Linked DNA regions of Mus musculus: region 1 is linked to region 2. Evidence: chromatin contacts called from public HiChIP or PLAC-seq data. All regions are on one chromosome and are shown on one strand. Each heading gives the region's core, a stretch centred on a gene start, on an enhancer-like site or on the middle of the called end of the contact. The rest is flanking DNA. Distances are from core to core; before and after follow the strand shown. Region 1 holds the start of Foxp4 (forkhead box P4). Region 2 holds the start of Tfeb (transcription factor EB).

Region 1 (3,110 bases), core at 267-2,766, 140 kb after region 2:
AGTGAAGCTCAAGAAGTACAAGTTTTACGGAGAAGCAAAGTGCAAGATTTGAGCGCCGCGGAGGATGGCCGCGGGCCAGAGGGACGCTGGGGAGACTGTCTCACGAGTCACCAGAGTCTTCAGTCTGGGGGAATGGACTCCACTGCTCACTCCGGCAGCTTCATCTCTGGTGGCCTTGGGCCCACTCTCCGTTACCTTATTCCCTCACTCTCAAACCTCACACTACCCCGCAGGAGCTCTGTCCGAATGAGGAGGGTATCCACTAGATTAGTTCCCCACCGATCAGCTCCGGCGCACGTAAATAAATAAATAAATAAATAAATAAATAAATCACAGGGGCCATTACCAGTCTCTCTCAAGTCCCCAAGAAGTTTTCCGCTTTATCTCAGATCTGATTAAGAGATGCGGGAGTGGGGGGGGAGGTTGACTAGTCTCAGCACTTTCGAAGTGTGACCTCCACAAACCAAGGCGATGAGGTGTTTGAGATTGTTGCCCCCCCCAACACACACACCAACACACACACACAGACTCAAGTCTTTCTGTTTGTCCTGGGGAGTCCCGTGCAGACTGGACTTGGGGGGATCCCAGTTCACCACTTCCCTTCCCGGCTCAGGAAAGTCCGGGCCGGGAAGTATTCTTTGTCTCACTCCGGGAGGGGGGGTCGCGCCCCCTAACACCCCATTCCCAGCAGCGAGGCCAGGAGGGGGCGGAGCCCAGATTCTTGGGGCAGGGCGGGCCTCAGTGGCTTCTCCAAGCCGCCCCCCCTCCGCCCCGGCCAGCTTCCCGCTGCCCCCCAGCCCCGCGCCTCAGCCCCCACCTGTTCCCCAGACAGCTCCGATCGGCTGGGGGCCCGGGCCGGGGGCAGGGTCTCTCAACTCACCAGGGTCAGTGCTCCGCGGCCGGCCCAGCTGGAACAAAGTGCTCCGGCCCGGGGCCGGGCTCCTCCGGCGGCCGACGCGCCTCGGGCGGGCAGTTTGCAAACACAAAGTGAGCCGGGGAGCAGGCGAGAGAGTGAGCGAGCTAGGGAGTTGGACGAGTCCCCGGCCCAGCCCCCACCCGGATCCCTGGGGTCCCTGAATCGGCCACCTACCTGTCCGGCCCGGCCGCTCAGTGCGGGCTCCGGCCCGTCAGCCCGCACGGGGCATGGGGCTCGCTCGGGTCGCAGCCCGGGCCCGCCGCCACTCGCCGGGGCTGCCCCTGCGCTCCGAAGCGATCTTTCTAGCGCCGATCGCCGCGCGCCTTAGCCCCTTGGGGGCATCGCACTTTGGAGGATGGCTTGGCTCTCTCCAGCTTCCGATCGTCCTTCCCCGGGCTCCGGCGACGCTCCTGAGCTCGCTCCGGCTCCGGGGCTCCGGGACCCCGGCGTCCCCGCCCCCGGCCCAGCCCTGGTTCCGGCCCGGGCTCCTCCCCGCCGCGCCGCGGCCGCCTGCGCCGCGCCCTGATCGCGTGTTGGGGGGCTCCGTCCCGGCAGCTGGTGGCACTGTCCGGTCCGTAGGGGCGACCGGCTCCGGACTCCGAGGGGCTGCGACTGAGCCCCGGCTGCGAGTGGCTGCGAGCGATCGGCGCGCGGGCGGGGCACACCGGGCGGGGGGACCGGAGGGGTGGAGGGAAGGAGGGAGCGCGCCGAGCGACAGGGAGGAGGGAGCGAACGAGCGAGCGGCGGAGGGAGGGGAGACTAACTTCTAGTGCTACCATAATTCGCCTAAAGCAGGTGCAGCCACTTTTCCCCCTGAGAGGCGGCCAGCGGCAAGCCGAAGAGGACCACGTGGACCAAACTTTGGGGAAGGAAAAAATGGGGACGTGGGGCTACCGATCTGCCAAAGTCGATAGGCCGTAGAGTTTCACAGTGGACTGGGGACCCATCCGATGGGAGGCTTTATTAACTCTGGCCTTTTCCTGGAACCTGGAGGTACGGCCAAGTCCTGCTGGCACACGGTTCACTGGTTTCGGGCGGGCTGCGCCTGGCGCGGGGAGTGGTCAGGACCCCCCCCCCCCCAGTCCGAAGCCGACGTCCAGCGCGGGCCCTGCCGCGCCTCCCTCTGACTCCCCACTGTGTGGGGGCTGGGGCTGGGGAGGCTCTTTCTGGGCTTTGTGAACAGTCTTTTCTCCCATCCCGGCGCGCACGCGCTGCCGCCTCGGTCTGCAAAGGGGAATTTCCTATAAAGTGCTGTGAGAACCGATGGAGAAAGGGCTTCAGGCTGGATCCACGCGGGCCAAGCACAGAGCAAAGTCGAGGCAATTATCTGAACAAATTAGATTGTAAACAAAACTTGGCGTCCCTGAATACCGCTTGTGCCCAGGGGGACCGTGAGGATGGGGGTGGGGGTGGGGTTGGGGACGCTGGTGTGTGTTTGGGTTGGGAGGGGGAAGTCCGGGCACGGAAAGGCCCAGGTTCCGAGGGGGAGGACTAAATTGGGTAGCAGGAGCCAGGCTCAGACTGGTGGAGAACTGAGAGAGAGAGAAAAAAAATCCTCCCACTCTCTACCCAAACATCTTCCCTTTCGGGTGTGTGAAGAGGTGAGGGGCACGCCTCAGGGACCCTCCGTGTTTGGCCCACCCTGCCCAGAGAAGTTATGGGTTGAGCACAGGAAGGCAGTGACTCTGGGAGACCCTGTTGGCTTCGGGTTACCTTGAGGCAGGTGACCAAGGGCAGGCAGACCCCATGGAGGATGAACTGGGTAAGGACTGGGCCTGGTTTCCTGGGGATAACATATTTTGGAGAAAACTCTTAAAAAAAAAAAAAACACAACAACAACAACAAAAACGGGTTTCTGAGATAACAGCTTAAGCAATTTCTGCTCACCTATTCTGCCCCTTTTCCGTGGGCCAGGAGCTGAAAGGTGGTAGTTACAACCCAGCTCTGAAGCATCTCTGTTTGCGCAAGTGGACAGACACAAAGAGGGCAAACATAGACCCTGCTGAAATTTGGAGACACACAGATGTCAAGCTGGATAGGGCTGCTGTGCAGCTTGTTTAGGTATTTGCGTTGCGGGATGCGTTGAGCAAATCGCCTCCGGAAGTGCTAAACACAAGCTCTCCCACCTAGCCACGCCCACAGCCCAGCTCTTTTATTTGGACTGCATGGTGACCGGTCCAGTAGAAATGAAACT
Region 2 (3,355 bases), core at 729-3,228:
AGCCAGGGGTCTGTTTGCCAGTGTGATTGATAGGGTGTGGTGTGGAGACAGGGACATCACTCTGTAGGAGCTAGAGAAGGGGTCGTGGGAGGTGGTGGAGGCTGCAGCTGGTAGCTGCTACAGGATGGGGGAAGGGTAGGTTGTCATTGCCTGGGTTGTTGGGGGCTTCCCTGTAGAGCATGGGCTGCTCAGGCCCCTTCACTGGGCAGAGCATGAGAGAAGATGCAGTGCTGGCCTCTGCATGCAGCAGGACACACAGGACAGTGGGTAGTCTCACTCTATTACAGAGCTGCTTAGATAGTGGCTGGAGTCTTGATTGCAGATATGGGACCTAGGCTCCACTCCTGGTTCTGGATCAACCAGTTTCCCAACTGGGAACAACTCTGCCCCCCAGGCTTCCCCTTCCCAGCATGGGGTAGACCAGATGTCCCAGCCCCCAGGCCTCCCTTCCCCAGCATGGGGTAGACCAGATACCTGGGGTGGGGTCCTAGCTTTGTCCTGCACTGTGCCTCTGATTTCCCTTCTTTATGAAAGACTGTGGTTTGTAATTAAGCAAGGGCCTCCAAACAGGGCTGATGGAGGCCTTGGATGCCGGGTTTGAAGACGCTAGCTAGATTGTACCAGTCTCATGTACTCAGACTGCCAGGCACTGCACAAAGCTGCCAGTTTTTACTAAATGCAGAGGAAGATAAACTGAGGCTCCAGGATTATAGCTTGACCAAGGTCACATAACAAAGAATCAGCGAGCGCTCTGCTCCACCAGCCCTTTGGGGAAGCCGTTGCTCAATCATGAAGTCATGCCTTGCCAAATCCCTCTAGTCCCTAACTGTACTGTCATGGTCTCAGATACGGCCAGACCAGTGCCTATCAGTCTTGGGCTGTCCCTGAGAAGTCACTGGGTTCTGCTCTTTCCTTTGTGGCCTAGAGAGGGGAAGGGACTTGGTTACTGTCACTCATTGAGCTAGAGACAGAGCGAGCATGCCGAGTTGCCTGCCCCCCTTCAGCCTTGGTTGGGGCCTCAGCCACACCTTCCCACAGTGGGTCAAGCTCTGAGCTCCGAGCAGTGAGGAGCCCTGAGGTGGTGATTCTCTGCCTGTGGGTCTTCCTTTCTCTCGCCGACTTTGGGCGCCAGGAGCCAGGGACGGGGTACATCTCCAGTGCCTGGTTCATGGATAATATCCATTCTCATTTGCTTCATGCAATGGCTTCTTTCTGTCTCCCATGACCCAACGGCTAGAGGCCGAAGGTCTAGCAGTAAACAAACAGATGAAATGTGTCCCCTCAGGGGACTTGCATTCCTAGTAAGGGACAGACATGGAATAACAATAACAAACGTAATAAGAAGCAAAAAAAAAAAATATGTTCTGTCCTAGATGGTGGCATCTGATATAGAGAAGCAAGGTGGTGGTGGTATGCCATTTTAGCACAGTGGTCCTGAAATGGCACTCTGAGGTGACATTAGAGTCTCTCGGAGGAGGTGAAGAAGTGAGCCTTGATGGTATCTGTGTAAAGAACATTCCAGGTGGAGGCAACAGCAAGTGCAAAGGTGGGGGGGGGGGACGGTGGGGGGCGGAGAAAGCATGCCTGGAGTGTTTGAAGGATAGTTTAAGGCTGGGGGTGTGGCTGGAGCAGGGAGAACAAGGGAGAGAAGCATGTGTTGGGGGCGGGAAGTCTATGGGGGACCATGAGGGTGCAGCAGATTACAGAGGACCATTTAGGCTGGGTTTAAGGATTTAGGCTTTTGTTCCGATGAACTGGGAGCTATGGAGAGTTGGGAGCAGACAGCAGGGCAGGAACTAACAGGATGATGGAGCTACTGTGAGCAGATGGTGGGGGAGGAGCACGGAGGAGCATCTGGAGGCTCCTCAGGCCCTGAGGAGGCGTGGTGCAGGCTGGCCTGGGGAGGGGCGGGAGAGGGGGCCGGAGCTGAGGCCAGGTATGAAATACTCAGGATGTGGATGTGACAGCGAGGGGTCAGGTGGACTCCTGCAGTCACTGAAGGACAGTGTTCACCTCTGGTCTAGAACTCAGGGAACTTGGGTTCATGGCTCAGCTCGCTCAGTGGTCTTGGGCAAATCCCTTCTGCCCGGACTCAGTTTCTCCTTGTGCACAATGGGAGCAACCATACTTATGCCAGCCTGTGCTTAAAGACTACGAAGATGATGAATACTTCATGGGCCTGTCTCCCCTCGACTACAGGGAGCCCGAACCAACAGCTGCCATGGCGTCACGCATCGGGCTGCGCATGCAGCTCATGCGGGAGCAGGCCCAGCAGGAGGAGCAGCGAGAGCGCATGCAGCAGCAGGCTGTCATGCATTATATGCAACAGCAGCAGCAGCAGCAGCAGCAGCTGGGTGGGCCCCCCACCCCAGCCATCAACACCCCTGTCCACTTCCAGTCGCCCCCGCCTGTGCCCGGGGAGGTGCTGAAGGTAAGGCCCCTGCCTCTCCCATCCCTGCTCCCTGTAGAGGAGTCCCTGCCCCCTCCACAGCTGTGCCTTCCCCCTCCCCAGGTGCAGTCCTACCTGGAGAACCCCACCTCCTACCACCTGCAACAGTCCCAGCATCAGAAGGTTCGGGAGTATCTGTCTGAGACCTATGGGAACAAGTTTGCTGCCCACGTGAGCCCAGCCCAAGGTTCCCCGAAGCCTGCCCCAGCAGCATCCCCAGGGGTGCGGGCTGGACACGTACTGTCCACCTCGGCCGGCAACAGTGCTCCCAACAGTCCCATGGCCATGCTACATATCAGCTCCAACCCCGAGAAAGAGGTGAGCGGGGTGGGGGGGGTGGGGGTAGGGGTTCCGGCTTGGTGTCAGTTGTTTGGAAATAGTCTGGCCCTCATGGCAGACCTGGGGGTGTTTCTTTATGGGCCTCTAGCCTGAGGGAGACACAGCCGCCCTAGTCTGAAGAGAGTTGCTATCTTCTTGCAACTCTGCTGGGGACAGGGCAGACTCACAGAAGTGCTTTCCCAGCCCGGGAAGGTGTGTCAAGAACTCCCTGTCAAGGGATTCCTGGGGACAAGCCTCAGGCTCGGCTGTAGGACGCTCCTCTTGTCATTTCCTCCTCCTCCAGATGAGCAGGTTGGGTGAGGTGGCAGGGGGGCAGCTGCCCCTCTCTAGGTGGGCCGACCCCAGATGGAAACGACATGGACGTTTCTCTCTTCTAGTTTGATGATGTCATTGACAACATTATGCGCCTGGACAGCGTGCTGGGCTACATCAACCCTGAGATGCAGATGCCTAACACGGTACTTTTCGGGCTGGACGGGAGGGGGACGGCACACACAGTGGCTCCCTGGCTGGGGTGAGCTCTCAGGGCAGAGCTGGTGTCTCTGTGGAGGCAACAGTCATCTCCAT

The links. HiChIP or PLAC-seq counts read pairs in DNA pulled down with a chosen protein or histone mark.
Region 1: an H3K4me3 HiChIP or PLAC-seq map of embryonic stem cells shows a contact between it and region 2, with 24 read pairs. The contact joins the promoter of Foxp4 here to the promoter of Tfeb in region 2. A contact is called at or near these places in 14 of 39 promoter capture datasets (the 3T3-L1 cell line, the C10 cell line, the HPC-7 cell line and 9 more), 1 of 15 datasets of contacts at CTCF or cohesin (CD8 T cells), 14 of 484 Hi-C or Micro-C datasets (Sertoli cells, cerebellum, cerebral cortex and 7 more), 20 of 115 datasets of contacts at active chromatin or transcription factors (the SCID.adh cell line, bone marrow-derived dendritic cells, craniofacial prominence and 13 more) and 5 of 9 other capture datasets (adipose tissue, embryonic stem cells, embryonic tail and 2 more).

What each region holds. Positions count from the first base shown.
Region 1 is chr17:47,923,116-47,926,225 of GRCm38.p6, forward strand. It overlaps Foxp4 (forkhead box P4), which reads right to left and starts at 1,517. Exons shown (of 17, transcript NM_001110825.1): 1 at 1,091-1,517. Gm46601 (a long non-coding RNA gene) reads right to left here. Exons shown (of 3, transcript XR_003952247.1): 2 at 2,804-2,918; 3 at 2,359-2,699.
Region 2 is chr17:47,783,766-47,787,120 of GRCm38.p6, forward strand. Tfeb (transcription factor EB) reads left to right here and starts at 1,979. Exons shown (of 8, transcript NM_011549.3): 1 at 1,979-2,431; 2 at 2,513-2,767; 3 at 3,166-3,246. The coding sequence starts at 2,045.